2 separate regions of the Rattus norvegicus genome follow, and region 2 is linked to region 1. Evidence: chromatin contacts called from public Hi-C data. All regions are on one chromosome and are shown on one strand. The core of a region is the stretch at or near the end of the contact, and the rest is flanking DNA. Distances in the headings are between cores, read along the strand shown. Region 1 overlaps LOC134482422 (a long non-coding RNA gene). Region 2 overlaps Myo16 (myosin XVI).

The links. Hi-C and Micro-C count contacts between places; a contact is called where the count stands out from the background.
Region 2: a contact with region 1 is called in a Hi-C map of psoas muscle, with 1.7 times the contacts expected there. The contact joins two enhancer-like sites.

The regions. Positions count from the first base shown.
Region 1 is chr16:85,110,190-85,114,068 of GRCr8, reverse strand. The region is part of intron 1 of LOC134482422 (a long non-coding RNA gene); the gene reads left to right. Among named protein-coding and RNA genes, the nearest start is that of Irs2, 78 kb to the left of the region's middle. Within about 2 kb of position 2,163, at least 3 of the 93 cell types and tissues checked have an H3K27ac peak or open chromatin away from gene starts, as enhancers often do.
Region 2 is chr16:85,630,442-85,634,554 of GRCr8, reverse strand. The region is part of intron 31 of Myo16 (myosin XVI); the gene reads left to right. Among named protein-coding and RNA genes, the nearest start is that of Myo16, 320 kb to the left of the region's middle. Within about 2 kb of position 2,649, at least 10 of the 93 cell types and tissues checked have an H3K27ac peak or open chromatin away from gene starts, as enhancers often do.

The DNA of each region.
Region 1 (3,879 bases), core at 914-3,413:
ATTTCAACTTTTAAATGTCCCTTAAAGTTCCCATGTTGGCTTTTCCAAGAGGGTCCTGTAGTCTGGGGACCTGATCCCTGAGTGAACACCAGTGAATTGTCATTGATTCCAAGCCAGCAAGCAAAGGTATGCCAACAGCAAGCATTACCCAGAGACCTTTGCTAGTCTTAATGAGAGGTGTGGAGAGGGGACCAGGGCTTAAGAACTTGCTGTGCAAGCACAAGAACCTGAGGTCAGATCCCTAGAACTTACTTAAGTCAGAATACGGTAGGGTAATCCCCATTCTACTTCAGTGAGATGGGAGGTGAAAAACCAGACTATCTCCCCTAAAGCTCCTTGCTTAGTCCATACAGAATCAAAATGCAAAGGACCCTGCCTCAAACACAAATGAAGGCTAGGACTTCCACATAGTAGGTATGACACACAGGCCTGCACTCACACGCATGAACACACACACACAGAGACTGAGACGGAGAGAGTGAAAGAAAGGGAGGGGGAAGAGGGAAGGAAGGAAAATGGGGGAGGGGAGGAAGAGGGAGAAAGGGAGGGAAGGCAGGAGAAGGAAGCATAGGGAGGGGGAGGGAGGGAAGGAGGGAAGAAGGGAAAGAGAAAGAAAGAGGGGAGAGAGAGGGAGAGAGAGAGTGAGGGAGGGAGGGAGAGAGAGAAAGTCAGGAGCAGAATGTTCCTTCTAAATGCCCCTCCCCCTCAGTGTGTTCTGCATGGTTATTAAATCATCAGGACCTACTGGGAGAGTTTAAGACTAAACCAGAAGTTTCAAATGTAGGACCCCAGGGAGCACTGCAGACACCATCTCAGGACACTCTTGTGCTGCTGTCCCCACTCAGATGCTATGTTTACCGTGTTCGAGACCTACAGACTCTGTTCTCACCTCACTGCCAACTCTACCCAAATATAAACTGGTCCCAGGAAGGGTCAGATGTCAATCTTCGGAAACTTAGTAAACATTTTCTTGGCATTTTCATCCATTGATATCCGCAGATATCAATATTTACCAATCAAGCAAAAATTAAGACTTTTTTGGGGGAGGGGCTGGAAAGATGGTTTCACTGTTAAGAGCACTTGGTACTCTTACAAGGACTGGAGTTCAGTTCCCAGCACCCACTGGGAGGCTCACCGCCACATGTAACTCCAGCTTCAGGAGATCCTTCACACTCTTTTGCCTCTGCAGGCTCCTCTACACACACGAGCACACATATCCACACAGAAACACACATGCAACAAAAATTCACCCTTTCTATGTAAAATTTCCCTGCTAATCGTGGCTCCAGTCTTTCCAGACAGGGCTCATATGTGCCGGTGAGGAGGCTACTGTAATGCACAGTGCTCAGTTTTAGAGACATAATCTTCTAAAACAGTGGTTCTCCACCTTCCTGATGATGTGACCCTTTAATATAATTCCTCCGGCTGTGGTGACCCTCAACCATATAATCATTTTGGTTGCTACTTCATAACTGTTATTTTGTTACTATTATTAATTGTAATGTAAATATCTGACCTGCAGGATATCTGATGATATCAAAGCTTATGATATGAAATTGCTTATTTCTCCTCCCATTGTCCATATGGCCTTTTGTTTCCTTGTTTGGAGGGTCCACAGACACAAAACATTTAGCCACTTAGCACAGGCAGCACGGTGAGAACAGCGTAGAAACTATGAATTATACAGAACTGCTTGCTTCCTACGCCATCACCGGGCTATTTTGATTTGATTACTGGAACACTTGATTTCCTCTGTAGAGTTCACGATCTTTCTTGGTTTCCCCTAATTTTCATTTCTCAGACCCAACTTTGAGGGAAACATGTTTATGCAAAAACACCACCCAAATAAATTAAAATCACATTGTGCAATGTTTGCAATATCTATTTCATAACCTGTGACCCAGCCACTGAGAATAGTTAGTGATCTTTAGGGGGCTTTTAGTGTTTCTGTTCAGGGGACATTCTAAGCCATTTTGTGCCCCGTCTATAAAGGTAAACTTTACAATCGCGGGTGCTAGCACAATTGAAGACTAAGTCTGTGCTCCACAGAGTAATGCTTGGTAGAGGAATCGGACAGGACCCGCTGCCAGGAGCCGTCTCCTCAGCTCCTGGCTTCTTGGAGCCTGTCGATGGTTGGGACATCCAAGGACCTGGCTCAGCTGTGCCCAGCGGCTCCACCGAGCCTGCCAGGAAGGAAGCCTCCCACTGCCGTGACCAGTAGGAGCTAAGCAAGCCTCATCTCGACTGGCAGGCACCTCGCACATAATCCCCCAGCCTCAGCTCCCTGGCAGTCACTCCCACAGCTGACTCCAGGGTGTCGGCTGGCTGGGCTTACCGGCCACTCCTTCCATTCTTAGTGTCTGTGCAGAGCACAGGCACGGGGGCTCAACATCACCCACAATGCTCCTCAGAAGGGATGCCCCTACTGTGTCAGTGCCAAGGGCTCCGCTGATTTTATCGTTCTATTATCGATCTCTTCTAGACATGCACTCTGCAGCCACCTGAAATTCATTTTAGGATGTTTACCATCTGTTGCCGTCGGAGGCCCACATCTCTAAGGACTTGCAGACCGTTCATGCTCATAGCTTATCTAAGCTCAGTGGCCGCAGCCCTCCGAGAGTATCTTGGTGTAACATTTGCTACAATGGCCACAGTTGTCCATGAATGGGTTCTAAGATAACCCGATCGGTCAGAGGCACTGGTCCAGGTGGCTTTGCAATACGGAGGTAAGATTTTCACGGCCTTCCCGAGGGGACAGAATCTCCCTTCCGGGTGTGAACCCCGTATATCAGTGAATATTAACATGGCTAGGGCTCCCTCCTCAGGGAAGGACCACGGCATGGATGTAGATGGAGTCATCTTGTCTCCTTCCAGGGGAAGTTCCATAGAGGATTCTCCCTGAATCAAGATGCCCCTGGTTTTACTCAGCACAACGTCCAGATGATCATAAATGCTAGGTCTTGCTTAGGTTATGATGATGATGATGATGATGATGATGATGATGATGATGATGATGATGATGATGAGTGATGAGTTAGGGTTTTCATGTCCAAGTCTGTCTATTGTCCCTTCGTCAGCCTAAGCTTGGACTTGTAACTCAGGCAGAAGCAATCAAGCAAAATTAGCCTTCCACCTCAGAAGACAGCAAGCAACGGAATGTCAAGCCATATTCACAAAGGCTCCACCATCCTTCCCTTGACAATGTCATTTGCCTGCACATCAGTCATCCATCTACTGCGTAAGAAAGGGTGCCTGGATGGGACACAGCACATGCTACTTCCTTGTCGATGCCAGGAACAGAGGCGTGATGTGAATGAAGACCCATCCAGGGATGACACAGGTCTCCAGCTCTGGAGCGAGGAACACAGGAGGCTCAACGCTTGCTGCAGAGCTCATAAGGCAGCTCCCGCTGACACAGGGTCTCATTCTGAGGCTTTTCAAGAGCCTCAACCCGGCTGTCCTTCGGGAGCGGGGGCTGGGCAAGGAGCCTCCACCAATCCACACAGACTGTAACATTCCCCGCTCTCCTAGGCAAGAACAAAGGAGCTAATACCTTATGGTCCTTTTTCCCCATGGCACAGTTGAAGCATCAGGAGCAGAACTGGGCCCCACCGATGCCCGTGTCTCTTGCTTTATGGGAAGACGACTTGTGGAACTGTACAGGAGGTGTTTCCAGTTCAGCCTGGCCCATCACAGTGTCATTGACACACTCCAGATGCCATCTTCACATTTGGCCAGGTATTTTGATGTCATGAGATGCAGAGGAAGGACGTGGCCTGGGGTGCTCTGCCTGTCACTTTGAGGATAATTGAAGGAAGGGGGAAATGCTGGCTTACTTAATCCCATAGGAGTCAACATGGGATGCCCTTTGTTGCCTTG
Region 2 (4,113 bases), core at 1,400-3,899, 520 kb before region 1:
CTGAAACCCTGATCCCAGCTCATGTGATTCTGAAACATGAGCCAAGGTTATCTCGGGTAACGAAGGTAGCTAGCAGCGGGTATATATTTATTTATTTATTTTAAATCATTTCTCTTAAAGAAACACCCCACTGCCTGTTGGGTGCCCGTTATCCTTGACTGAACTGAGACTCTTGGCTAGTCCAGCCCCACTCCTTCTCTGACCCCAGCCTGCTCCTTCCTCTCTGTAAGTTCACCTTACTTGTGTCCCTCACGGCCTTCACGTCCCACGCTGGCTCTTAAGGATCACCCTGCCTGGGGGGAGAGTCTCCTTGCCTAAGTCTTTGTGATGAACACTTCTGCTCCAAGGACAGCTGCTCACACCAGTCCTTGGGTGGCATGCTAGTGCCTCCAAGGTCCCCATGCAGATCCAGAATCTTCCAGCTTTGCCTCCTTCTCTGGACTTCCCCTTGCTGAGGGTGCTCTTGTCGGCCTGCCCCTCCCCCTGCTGCCCAGCCTGGGTAGCAGTCTAAACCCTTAGAGCTTTTCTATTTATAGCCTCACCTCCAAGCTCGTGAGCTTTGCCAGGTGAATATTTATCAAGCTCCTCTTCTCAGCTCCTGCACAAGGCATTTGGAGGAAGCCAGGCTGGAGATGAACCAGATACAGCAGACCCCACCCACCCCACCCCCTCAAAGCTGCAGCAGATCTGGCTTCTTTCTCTTGATACAACCAGTTCTGTCCTTCGGGCCCCTCCCATTCTTTCTGCACCCCCTGCAGAGGTGCAAGGATGCTGTCCCCTGCACTTTCCCGCCTTCCAGGTTCTCTTGGGGATCGTACAGTAAGTGTTTTGGGGAGCTCTTATGCAAGTCTCCAGTACTCACTAGTAGAAGCCTCAAGGATATCCTGAAGGCCATTGCCCTGGAGGAGTCACCTGCCCCTTCTGGAAGCCTGAGAAATGACACCCTTGTGAGGTGTTTAAGAACTGGCTCTCCCAGTCACCAAAATTCCAGAGTCACACGGGGCTCAGGCAAAGAATGCCAGTTCCCACCAAACTGACCCCAGTGCCCCGAAGCAGGAGATTTTTAAAGCAACATAAAGTGATATTTTGAAAACAATCAATATTTACTGTTGGTGAGAGAGACGACGACAGAAACTGCAGAACAAGGCAAGGCATTGGCTGCAAACACCCGTCAGTGTCTCCTACAAGATGCTGGGCTTCAGTGGAAAGTAAGAAGCTGTGGTGTTCTGAGTAAGAGGAAACCTCCAACGTGCAATGCAATACTGTCCTTACCTTGTAATTTGAAATAAGCAATGTCAAACGCCAAGGCATGCCATTGCCACAGACACTCAGTCCTTTGCTACCTGCCAGCTTCCAGCCATCGCCTGGGCATGATGCTGCCACTCAGGCTTGCTAGGAATTCTTACCAAGAACACAGCTGTTTTACCACTGTGCAAGGTGCGGCTGTGCTTAAAAAAAAAAAAGTGAAGCTTCTACAAGGTGTTGTCAATCTGTTCATTAGTCTCTTCTTTTTCCTTCCTTTTTTTTTCTTTGTGTCCTTTTTTTTCCCTTGACATTGCAATATCCTACTGTGGAACCCTAGCAATCAAAATCTTCATTCTGCAGCCAGGGCTGGTCTCAAACATTCAGTGAGCCTTACTGCCTCAGCCTCCGCATGCACAACACTGCCTACATCTATTTCATTCTTCCATGATGTATTGTTTCCTCTCCATGCTAGGCATGTAGAGACTGTAAAAATATCAGAAGATATATTTGAATTAAAGGCACTGCCATGCCAGAGGACGGCGGCAGAACACAAGCAAACTGGAGAGAAGGGATATACCAGGCCCAGAGAAGGACTAGGGAGAAGCTACCTGGCCCGAAAGGTCTTCCTGGTGGGCACAGAGTCTTGAATGAGCACAGAGCTTTATTCTTCCTTGAAGTCTGTGATCTCTGGTTGTAGGAATGCAGGTCAAAATCTGGGGCTGACAGAGTCTTGGAAGATCCTTTCTATGCTATGAGACACTGGTGTCTTAATTGGAATGAACCTAGAAAACACAGAGCTGGGAAAACATGGCCTCCTTTCAGAGCAGGACTTTTGGGCTGGGGACCCTCCATTCTAGGCCAGGTAATGGATCCATGGTCTGCAGCCAAACTTTTTGAATACCTTAAGTTTTGTTGAATCTCTGGCCTCCACTTACCAGACGCCAGCCACAGCTCCCCATCCCCAGCTGTAATCTCCAACTAAGAATTCAGACACTTCTGAGTGTCCCCTTGGACGGGGGAACCACTTTTAATGTACAGTTTCCCAAGAAAGACACTCTCCCAGAATGCTATTTTTACTATTTAAGAGCAAGGAGAAGACAACAGAATTGTATGTTAATGTTGAAGAATTTTCTAGAACTCCCCGCACTAGGTCAAAAGTCAATGTATGCATAGCCAAGCATTAACGCCAAGCCCTTATTTTTGAGTCACATCCTGGTGTGATTCATGTCTTCTGAACCTATACCCTCTGTAGTGAGTGTTCAAGCCCCATAGGTAGGTATTCAAACCGTCAAGTGTTTACCAGCACCCAACAGAAAGACAGGATGAATCACACACATGCATCATGCAAGGCGCAGCCCCAGACATGTCTCAGGGAAACTTTAACTCTGAGACAGCATTTTCCTTGCTTGCCTCTCTCTCCTTCTCCTTAGTCATCAAGACACTCCAACCTCTTCATTTGGTGCCTTTCTCACCCTTCCAGCACGGAGGCATGAACAGGCTTGAGGACTTAGCCCCAGGTCAGTCCTCAGCTTCCCTAGTGTGCATCTTTGTGTGCGCTCGGGAGGACTCTACGGACCCAATGGCACAGAAACGGCGGCTTGTCTCTGCTGTGATTCTGTCAGTGCTTAAGTACAAGGCAAGGGCAATACCTTTAGTAAGGAATGCAGAGTTTGGTCCCATACCAACCTGCTGCCCATGCAGTGAAGTGAACTACACAGAGGGCTGGAATCTAAATGTCAACAAGTCAGGGCATAGACGCCTTCACTTCTTTGGGCGTTAAGTGAGTAAGGGTGTTTTTTGAGCAGACACTGGCGTGTTACTCATAAGCCACAGCTCCATGGTTAGCACTGATAAAAACACGGTCGCCCCAATGAGGCGGCAAGTCTGTGGTCAGGAATTCCTTCCATTGCAGTGTCATATTGCAGGCTAGGTTCCTGGTTCATAACCATGGAACATCGAAGATAAGGTCAAGGACAGAAGCCGCCTCAGCCTTTCCACCTGCAAATGAGCTTACGAGGGAAGGCCAGGAACAGGGGAAGAGGGCAGAGGACTGGGCACACAGTGGAGCCCTCTGAGCTGGGCCTGCAGAGTGCTCACTAGCGGGACATTCTTGTAGGAGGGTTAGTGTACTGTCTGGCCTTGACAACAAGAGCAACCATGAGTCTCAGACTCTTGGATCGTTGTAGGCTTGCGTATCCAGCTACCCTGCTGACTCTGCATCCTGATGGCTCACACTAAGGAAGCACCAGGACCCCCCTTATGTCCACAGATACCCTAAAATAGACCTGTGCTTTTTATGATTAAAACAAACCCAGCAGGCAATGCGAAGTTTGCAGACCAACCCATACGACAAGTGTTTGAGCGCATGGCGGCCCCGACTGAACCTGCGGAGTGGAAGCAGGGGGATATTTTAAAACCTTAATAACAAAAATGAAGGTTTAGATGATGGGGTCAGTGAGTCTATATGACAGAAATGAGCTACCAGGAAGGCTAGCATCAATAACTGAGTCTGAAGGCTTTATGGGTCTTGCATGATTGTCTCTTTGACCATCAGATAGAGCCACATCCTTCTTTTGGCCTGTGTCCACTTAGCCTTTCCTAAACCTGTGGGTTCTTCCATTCCTCAGAGAGTAAGGCCTCCATTCCTTCCTGGGCTGCCTCTGGGACCCGAGTGACAGGCCTCTCACCCCACCAATGTCCACACTTACCATTCCTTTGCTTCCACATTCATGACTCATCTGGACGAGTGCTACATGGTTCCTGGGAGAAGCTAGTCCATTTTTGCTTCGAGATCTTTACAATAAGTGTTGTAGAGTTTATCTCTGTGACTGCAGCTTCCCACTGCTTTTTCTATTAACTAAAAAGAGC